Linked DNA regions of Sus scrofa: region 1 is linked to region 2. A link is a contact called in public Hi-C data. All regions are on one chromosome and are shown on one strand. Each heading gives the region's core, a stretch centred on a gene start, on an enhancer-like site or on the middle of the called end of the contact. The rest is flanking DNA. Distances are from core to core; before and after follow the strand shown. Region 1 holds the start of SOWAHA (ankyrin repeat domain-containing protein SOWAHA). Region 2 holds the start of SEPT8 (septin-8).

Region 1 (4,925 bases), core at 1,594-4,093, 35 kb after region 2:
ATAGGCTGCAGATGGGGCTCGGATCCCACGTTGCTGTGGCTGTGGTGTAGACCAGCAGCTGAAGCTCTGATTCGACCCTTAGCCTGGGAACTTCCATATGTTGCAGGTGTGGCCCTAAAAATCCAACCCCCCCCAAAAAAAAAATGCTGGAGAGGGTGTGGAGAAAAGGCAACTCACCCACACTGTTGGTGGGAATGTAAATTGGTGCAACCACTATGGATAACACTATAAAGGGTCCTCAGAAAACTAAATATAGAACTACTATATGATCCAGCAATCTCACTCTTGGGCATATATCCAGACAAAACTATAATTCAAAAAGATACATGCACCCTTATATTCATTGCAGCACTATTCACAATTGCCAAGACATGGAAACAACTGAAAATAAATGTCCAGTGAGAAAGGAATGGATAAAGATGTGGTACATATATACAATGGAATACTACTCAGCCATAAAAAAGAAAGAAAAATGCCATTTGCAGCAGCATGGACGGCCCTAGAAACTATCACACTAAGTGAAGTAAATCAGAAAGAGAGAGGCAAATACCATATGATATCACTTATATGTGGAATCTAAATTACGACACAAATGAACCTACAGAAACAGACGCACAGACTCAGAAAACAGAATTGTGGTTGCCAAAGATGGGAGAGGCAGGGGACGAATGGACTGGGAGTTTGGGATTAGCAGATACAAACTATTACATATAAAACAAATAAACAACGCAGTCCTACTGTATAGCAGAGGGAACTATATTCAATATCCAGAGATAAACCATAACGGAAAATAATATAAAAAGAATGTGCATATATACATTATGTGTGTATATAAATAAATAACTGAATCACTTTGCTGTACAGCAGAATTTAACACAACATTGTAAGTCAACTGTACTTCAGTAAAAAAGTGGCTGTCTAAAAATGAATGTATAATCAGAAAACAAAATTAAAAGATAAATGACAAAGTGGAAAAATACAGCATATATAATAAAGGATTGATAACGACCTAACAAGAAAACATTAACAAATGGGTAAAGAGGGAAAGGGGCAAGTCATAAAAGAACAAATCAAATAAGAGGAGAAAGAGAAGTTTTACCTCATTAGTGATAAAGTAAGTGGAAATCAGATACCATTTTTTTGTCTTTCAAATGGACAAATTAGAAGATATTATAGAAGATATTACACAAGTCAGGGAGGGAAAGACTAGGGAATTTCATAGGGCTGTAACTTCTGCAAAACGACTTAGTAAAAAGTTTCAAAAGTTTTAAAAATAATTCCCTTTGACTTAGTAATTCTCCTTGTGGGAGTCTATCCTAAAGAAATTCATCAGAAACATGTACAAAATTTTATACATAAGCAGCACAATCCAAAAGAATTAAAAACAACGTAGACTGTGGACAATAAGAACATAAAGTGTATCTACATTTATTTGAGGCTCTCATTTAAACATCATATATTTTTAAAGAATAGTTATTGTCATTGGGGGAAGCACTCACACTATGAAGTGAGGTTACAAAGAAGGTCAAATGCATTCCAGAAATAGCCGAAGATGGAAATTGTCTCTGGGCAAAGGGTTTGGGAAAAGGGAGAACTTTCCTATGTTCTCTTTTTTTTTCCCCTTCGGTAAGAATAATAGAAGCGACTATACTGCTACTAATAATTTGAATGTTTACTGTGAGCCAAGCATTGTTGTAAGTGCTTTACGTCCATTCTCTCACTCCTCACAGCCTGGTGACCTGAGTATAATTAGTACCATCTCCTTACCCCTTCACAGATAAGAAAATTGAGGCACAGAGAGGTCAAGCAAGTAGCCCAATGTAGAGCCAGGATTCAAGTGTGGAATTTTGACTCTAGAGTTTTGCTCTTTTTAACTACTAAGGTATGGTGCCTCTGGTGATATCTTTGAAGGATTGTGTTTGCAAATTAAAAAACTGATCTCACCTTTGCCCTGGCTGCTCCCTTTGCTGAAAAAGCTTCTTTTCCTACCTAGCTACCTAACCACCGCCCCCCCCCCATCTCTTCAAGCCCTTGCTTAGCTGTGGCCTTTACAAGGAGTCCTGCCCCTAACACAGGATTCAAACTTGCAACCTGCCCCTCCGTCTTACTCTGCTTTATTTTTTCCATAGCATTTCTCCAACATATTATACAATTTTCAGATTCACCCATCACGTCTCTTTGTCCCTCCCCCTCCTCCATTACCACGCAAGCTGCACGAGGTCAGCTGTCTTGCTTACTGATGTATCACAGACTGAAAGGGCACTGGCACAAACGAAGTGCGCAACAAATATTGGTGAAGTGAATTTTTTAAAAAAACACGATTCCAATTTTGCTTTCTTACAGTAAAGCATACACATGTATACACATGCGTATGGGGGAGGGAGGAGAAAAAGAGTGCAAATGTTATTAATGATTTCAAATGCTATTTTCCTTAGGCTTTCCTGTGGGTTTCCTCCCAAAATTCGATGCGAACATGTATTATTTTATCATAAGAAAATTGCTGTTTAAAACGTCTCTTCTAAACCTCGGATGGCATACGTTGCCATCCGCAGCAAACGGTCTTCACCGCAAGTTGCATGAAGCCGTTTTTCCTGTGTGAAACGCAGTCAACAATTCAAGAGGTAGTGACGATTTTCAAATAAAGTATTGCTTTTAAGCAATCGCCCAGTATTTTGTGGTGGTTAAATATTTCAGAAAGGAGTAAAAATCCTTGCCTCGCCTGTAGACCGCGGCATCCCTGGCGAACACACCCACCTAGCAACCGGGAGCCGAGCTGAAGCCTGGCACTGCGCCTTTAATTCTCCAATTGGGAGGGGCGGTGGAGAATTTCCGCTCCCCTACTCCCACCGCGGCCCTGGTGGCAGCTGTCACCTGTAAGGCGAGCACCGCACGCAAGGGGATGGAGCCCGGCGCCCATTGGACAGAATATAAAGGCAGAAACCTACCCCGAAGACTGGGGGCCCCCCGGGGCGGCGGCGGGGGGCGCGCACCGCGGCCCCCAGCTCCTTTTTCCGCGAGACTCCCGGACTCCGCGGCGCGGGCGTGACCAAGGTCCAGCCTCGGGGACACGCCCGTCACGCCTCGGTGACAACGATCAGGTGAGCCTGGCCGAGGCGGACTTGACTCCCGGAACCCGGGCTCCTGCACTTCCCGGCCGGCGCCGCGACGTACACCTGCCGCGCAACCGGGAGCCGCGGGTCGGTGGGAGGGGGGCGGCCCCGGCTTCCCTGCCGAGAGGGTACGGACCCTGACCATGGCGCTGGCCGCGGCCGCGGCCGCTGCGGCCGCCGGGGTGAGCCAGGCGGCGGTGCTGGGCTTCCTACAGGAGCACGGCGGAAAGGTGCGCAACTCCGAGCTTCTGAGCCGCTTCAAGCCGTTGCTGGATGCAGGCGACCCGCGCGGCCGTGCAGCCCGCAGGGATCGTTTCAAACAGTTTGTCAACGACGTGGCCGTGGTGAAAGAGTTCGACGGCGTCAAATTCGTGGTGCTGAGGAAGAAGCTGCGGCCCCGGGAGGGACCAGAGCCCCTGACCACCTGCTGGAACAGCACCCCGGGGACACTAGCCCCGCCGTCGAAGATCACTTCCGTCTCACAGGTGGAAGCCGCTGCCTCGGGCACTCCATCCTTGGCCTCCGAGCAGAAGGCGGTGGAACCACCTAGAGACCCGGCTCCACCATCAGAGTCGCAGGACACCCTCGGGGCTCCGGCCTCCGAGCCCACTCTGCCAACCAGGGAGCTGCTGTTAAGCCCGGCCCTGCAGTCAGGGGGGCCCTCGGACCCGCAGATTCCAACTTTTGAGCTATCCCAACCCTCCGAGGGGCTCTCTGCAGACGTGGCTCCACCGTCTAGGGCACCTTCGGAGGCAACCTTGACCCACGCAGAGCCGCCAGACCTGGAACCTGGGCCTAGACAATCAAAAGGGCCGCCACCGCCCCCGTCACCGCCACCGCCGCCTCCGCGCGCGCCGCTGCAGAAGCCCTGCATGCTGCCGGTGCGCTGCGTCCCGGGTCCCTTCCGGATCCGGACGGAAGATCAAGGCCTGCGTCGGCAGCTGTCGGAGGAGCCCAGCCCTCGGAGCTCCCCGCTGTTGCTGCGGCGGCTCTCGGTAGAGGAGCCTGGCCTAGGCCTCAGCCTGGGTCCGGGCCGCTCCCCGCACCTGAGACGCCTGTCACGCGCCGGCCAGCGCCTGCTTAGCCCCGACACCGAAGAGGTGCCCGCTGCACCGCCGCCGTCCGCCGTGCCCCTGGAGCCGGCCGAACACGAGTGGCTAGTGCGGGCGGCCGGGGGCCGCTGGACACACCAGCTCCACGGGCTGCTGCTGCGCGACCTCGGTCTGGCGGCCAAGCGCGACTTCATGTCGGGTTTCACGGCCCTGCACTGGGCAGCCAAGAGCGGCGACCTCGAGATGGTGCAGCAGCTGGTGGAGGTCGCGCGGCGTGGGGGCGCGCGGGTCGACGTGAACGCGCGCTCACACGGCGGCTACACGCCGCTGCACCTGGCGGCCCTCCACGGGCACGAGGATGCAGCCGTACTGCTGGTGGTCCGCCTGGGTGCGCAGGTGCAAGTGCGTGACCACAGCGGGCGGCGAGCCTACCAGTACCTGCCGCCCGGCGCCTCGTACGCGCTGCGCCACCTCCTCGGCGACCCCGGCCTGCGAGGCTCTACCGAGACTGACCGAGCTGGCGGCGGCAGCGGCAATCTTGCGGCCCGGCGCCCGGTGCAGGTGGCCGCCACCATTCTCAGTTCCACCACCAGCGCGTTTCTGGGCGTCCTGGCCGACGATCTGATGCTCCAGGATCTGGCTCGAGGCATGAGGAAGTCCGGCTCCTTCAGCAAATTCTTGGGTGCCTCGCCCATGGCTCCTCGTAAAAAGACAAAGACTCGCAACAGTCTACAGGCCTTTTCAGAAATCTCTCGTCGACCTA
Region 2 (5,324 bases), core at 2,478-4,977:
GACCAGCATTTGCATCTCACCCAGCCATGGGCTATTGGCATCAACAAGATGATGGACAAAAGCATCCAGTGGCCTCCCTGCCATCCAAAGCTTTTGACAGATGTCTGGTCCTGGGTTCCCAGCCTTCATCCATTCTCCTGTGTCACTGGCATTGCAGTCAGTCTCCTTCTCACCCCCCTCTCTGTTCCGACTCTGGTCTGTCCCTTGTCATGTGCTGTGTTGGCTCACCCACGCACTCCCACCCGTCTCCCCGCCCTGGCCCATTCCAATCCACATCCCAGGCAGATCTTTCTTAGGTCAGCACCCACGGCAAGGTATGGTGCTAGGCAGGCCAGACCCACCTCCCAGGGCAAGGGCTCTGCAGCTGGTGCTCACTTACGCCCCCTCCAGACCTCCAGGCACTGAGAGCTGCACAGACACCCCTTGCTGAGCCCTCATTTTTCCTTCAGAACAGCTCAGCCAGGAGGTTACTGGCCCTTTGTGCAGGGGCAGGCGCTACCACTCCATGACACCCCGCCAGGGTGAGAGCCTGCCTCCTGCCTTCCTTCCCTCCAGCTCTTGCTTCAGGGGTGGAACAGGCACTCCCGGGATAGCCTGCTTCTTGGGGAAGTGTCAAGATTACAGGGGTGACAACAGAAGTGACAGATGGCGCTGGGATAAAGTGGAGATGGAGGTGGGGGCGGGTGATCGGCTGGGAGGGGTGCCAGGCGTGAGGCTGCCATGCCGCACACTCCTCTCTCCCCCTCAGAGCTCCACTTCCCCTGGGCCCTCCATCCCCCCTCACCACGGAGTCTGAACCTTGCCCATGAGAGTCTAACAGGAGAAACACAGGAGCCGGCCCCTGAGACCGAAAAAGAATAAGCCCCAGAGCCTGGGACCCAGGCTGGAGAAGGGGCAGAGCATCGTGGACAGGAGTCTGGCTGCCCAAGGAGGGCAAGAGGCAAGAGACTCCCCAGGGGCTGTCCCAGACACGCTCATCCAAGGAGATTTCAACCCTAACTCTGGGGCTCACCTAGGGCTGGGCCAGGCCCAGCCAAAAGGTAAAGGCTGCTGAGCCTGAGCTGTTCGCATCATGCTACCTAGAGAACAGGAACCCGGCACACACTGACCTCAAAGCACCGTTCCATCTGCTCGTCTAAGCTTCAGGTTGGGAGAGTTCCCAGGCCCTCTGGGGCTGGTCTGACCACTGAGCTGGCCTCAGCGGCATTGTCAACCTGCCACAGTTCAAGCAGATCATAGCCTCCCGGCCACTGCTTAAGACCCAAGTCAACCATGGGGTTGGTGAGACAACTATGCACATGCCCCCAGACATGCCGTAGACTGCGATTTATCTTCCACAAACTCTCTGAAAACATCAGCATGGTTATGCTCACTGGATAGCGGGGTAAAGGAAGAAATAATTTGCCGAGGATGACAAGGCAGGAGAGGAGAATGGAGCCCAGACTCCTACATGAAGGCCAAACCCCACCCAAGGTCTCCACCCAAATTCAACTGTGTCCAAGTCCTCCCAGGAGGCTGACGGCCCAGAGCTCGAAGGGTGTGGATGGCGTCCATCCATCCAGCTTAATCTGGCACAGTAACCAAGGCCCCTGAGCCGGGACGGTACGCCTTGCCTTGAGTCAGCCCCCTCTTTGCGTCCTGGCCCACTCTGGGCATTAAGAGCCGGAATCCCCACAGATGTGGTTTAAAAGCTACCATCTCTCAGGGATGGTGGCCCCTGGAGAGGGGGCCCTGTAACGGAGCAAACCCATTCGCTGCTGCCTTCTTACACAGAGAGCCAGTCTTCAAAGCCACATGCGCGCTGGGGAGAATGTACCCTGTGATGTGCCTACCACGTGCCAGTCACTGCTCTGACTACCTGACCTGGATCCTCTCATTAAATCCTTCTAATCACCCTATGGGAAAGGCAGTACTCTTATCCCATTGTACAGGTGAGAACACTGAAAGCTTAAACAAATTGCTCAAGGTCACGTGGCCAACGCGAGTCCAGGATTCACATTGGGGCGTCTGATTCTAGTTACGCTACACACCCCTTCCATCCGCAAGAGTCCTGTTAGAGCAACCTCTGGCCACGGAGAGACAGAACCCAGACATAACTTTCTGCTCAGCAGGGCACAGAACATGCACACAGACACGCAGGGAGAGATGTGTAAACACACACAGGTCTCTTGGCCTCCAGCTAACCAGCAGGTCTGTCGGGATTCACGTGCAGCCCTCCTGGGGTACATAAATTCCTATTTACTGTGCAGGCCAAGCTCTGAACCTGCTCCGCCTGTATTCAAACTTACTGAACTGACTCGCAGCCCCCTCTCCACTGGAAATGAAACACTCCAGTATAGAAATTATGAAACCAAGAGTCTCTGCTTTAGTTACCCCTATTTCCAAAGTAGACCAACAAATGTATTTTCAGATGAAAGAGAAAATTTACATATATAAATTCGGATGGCAGTATTTATAGCATTAATTACGTAAGTCCCGGATCCCTTATTTAGCCCCAGAACCAATTCCTTATCGGTCATATATTTAGCATTTCCCCCCACCCCCAACATCTCCCGACTCTCCCTTACAACGACCAGGGCCTCACATGCTGGCAAGAGGACACAGCTTCCTTCACTGTCAGAGCCCAACCTCCCAGACACACCCAAATTCAGCCTTAGAATCAGGGGACATGCAGCCACGACCCCCGAGAGTCCCCTCTCCCCTCGGGTGAATTATAAAAGCCTTTAGAAAATAGGCTACAGGCCGGCTCGGGCCCGGAGAGACCTCTGGAGGGACCACCAGAGATGTGAGCCCTGCAGAAGGCATACCCGACCTGGGGCTCAAGCAAACATCCACTGGGCTGAATCTGGAATCTCTCCAGTTTCTGGGGAATGGCTGCCTCCGACCCTACCACTGAGGCCGGACCTGCCTGGAATCGCACCCGGGATCCGGCCGCTTGGGTTGGGGTGCAGGCTGAGGTTGGGAGACGCAGGGCCAGGACCTTGGGTCTTCAGGACCCAAGTCTGCAACTGCCCTTGGCTCACTTGAGGGACTCCCTCGGACCCCTAGGGCTTCATCCTGAGCCCAGCCAGCAGCACCTGCGCGGCCAGGGGTCTCCCCCGCCGTGCAGAAACAGGCAGGGAGACGGGGCTTTGGAAGAACCTGGATCCTCCCCTCCGGCGCCCGGGGCTCCGGTCTGTCCTCGCACCTGGCCGGAACCAGGCGGATATTTATGTGCTCCTTTCCGCGAAAGGAGTCCGCCTCGCCTTCGCCCAAGCAGAGCGACCCCGCCAGCCGCCCGGCGAGGCGCCCCCGCCCGACGCCCCAGGTCCCGAGGCTAGCGCTGCTCGGAGAGCCAGCTCGTGCGCCCCCGGCCCGCCCGGAGTCGAGGCCGGCTCGCGCGGCACTGACAGCCCGGCTCGCGCCCCCGGCCAGCGGCACGCGGCCCCCTCCCCGCGCCTCTCGCGCGCGCCGCGGCCCAGCGGGGCCCTCACCGAGAAGCGCTCCAGGTCAGTGGCCGCCATGGCGAGCTCCGCACCGGGCAGGCGGGCCGGGCCGAGCACCCGGGCCGCGACAGGGACCAGCCGGCTGCGGGACGCGCTCCGCCCGGGCGGCTGCGGCTGAATGGATCCAATATGGCCACTTCCTGGAAACTCCCCTTGGCGGCAGCGGCGGCGGCGGCGGCGGGAGAAGCCGCGGAGCCGCCCCCGCCCCCGCCCGCGGGACCGGCCTCCCCGCCTGGCCCCGCCGCGAGCGCAGCCCGAGCCCCAGCGCGGGCACGGCCGGGGGTCTCCGCGGCGAGGCGGGAGGTGCCAACTGCGAGGACTGCTGGGACTTGTAGTCCCGAAGTTGGGGGGCCAGGAGGGCCGTGCCTGGGGACCCGGGCCAGTGCCCGCCGGCCTGCCGCGTGTCCCTGGGAGGCTGGGGACGAGGCCGGGAGGGAGTGTCCCGCGCCTCCGCGCTAGGAAGCCCGCTCGGTGCCGAGAAGAGTAGGGTGCGGCGTGCGCCCTCGAGGTCTCCCCCAAGCCGCCTCCACCCGGTCAGAGCCTGCAAATACACGGAGACCACCAGCCAGAGTGTCGGCGGATTGCGTGCGGCCCGTCGGGTCCAGGAGAGGCCGCCTCAGCCTCTTATGGCCGTACGCTGGGCCCCACCTGATGCTCTGGTCCGAGCCAGGGCGGCACCCGGGGCGGGACCCGCGCGTCCGGCTGGGCGGCCTTCCCGGGCCAGGGACCAGCCTTCGGCTCCTTGCGCAATGAAGTTGCAGGATGCGCAGTTCAGGCTCAGATTCGTGCAATAGACAAGCCGAGTTCGGCATTCAAGACATCAGATAACAAGTGACCGTCACCCTGCCTACCCCTAAGGGTTTCGGGCGAGGTCTTAATGGAGTCTGGGCACCGCGCAAGGAAGACTGCAGCTCCCAATGCATGCGCATTCTCTCTGCGAATCCCACTACTCAAAACACGCACAAAACTTAGAAAACTAATACCTCTGCCCAAGCCAAAGGCCTTCAGGGGACTCTGGTCCTATTCAATGACTAGCCTTCTAAAATCCAGCTCCGAATCCTCCAAAACCCTCCTTATTTTGTCATTCCCTCTGCCTCTCTGTCTGCTCTCTCTTTGGGAAGGTAGCAAGGCTTGTCTCCTGCTATTTCAATGGCCTCAACCTGGGTGGGTCCACCCTCCACACCCTTCCCACCCACCAAGATTTTCCTGAGAAACAGCCCAGCCTGTCCCTCTGACTCAGGAACTTGTCGTGGTTGAAGGTGTCCGAGGACCACATCTGGGCTTGGCACACCTGGCTTTAAGAGGAGCTCCTCCCTGCCCTTCCACTGGCTTTCAGGTAGTTGACCCTGTCCCCTTGAAGTAGCTTTCGTCTTCCTTCTCTCCAGGGCACATTGTAGCAGGTCACTAAGGTGAAATGACATCTTGCTGGTCCTTTCTGATTCAGTGTTCACTCTGTGCCTCCCTCTCGCAGTGTCTCCCATGCTGTATTGTAGTTATCTGCGAGAAACAGGCAAAGCTGTGGTTAAGGGTGCTGGACCCAAGGCAAACAAACGACCTGGGTTGGAATCCTGCCTCCATCCCTTGCCAGCTTTTTAACCTCAGGCAATTTACTTACCTGTGCCTCCCCTTCCTCCTCCTAAAACTGAGGCTAATTAGAGTACCTCTGCCACAGGATTCAACTCAGGAAAATAAGGGCTCTCCTCTACACTTGAAATAAAATGCTTAATCAAATCTCCTTCTCTAGACTACAAAAACCTTAATTTCAAAGCCCAGAGAGAGAGAGAGAGAGAGGGAGCGAGATGTGTGGTCAGTTGGTGTTGTGTTGATCAGCCTGGACCA

The links. Hi-C and Micro-C count contacts between places; a contact is called where the count stands out from the background.
Region 1: a contact with region 2 is called in a Hi-C map of epiblast stem cells, with 1.8 times the contacts expected there. The contact joins the promoter of SOWAHA here to the promoter of SEPT8 in region 2. A contact is called at or near these places in 1 of 5 promoter capture datasets (liver), 7 of 47 Hi-C or Micro-C datasets (brain, embryonic fibroblasts, epiblast stem cells and 3 more) and 2 of 2 datasets of contacts at active chromatin or transcription factors (alveolar macrophages and skeletal muscle).

What each region holds. Positions count from the first base shown.
Region 1 is chr2:135,136,435-135,141,359 of Sscrofa11.1, forward strand. SOWAHA (ankyrin repeat domain-containing protein SOWAHA) reads left to right here and starts at 2,844. Exons shown (of 1, transcript XM_003123927.4): 1 at 2,844-4,925. The coding sequence starts at 3,254.
Region 2 is chr2:135,100,738-135,106,061 of Sscrofa11.1, forward strand. SEPT8 (septin-8) reads right to left here and starts at 3,728. Exons shown (of 10, transcript XM_013995121.2): 1 at 3,474-3,728. The coding sequence starts at 3,503.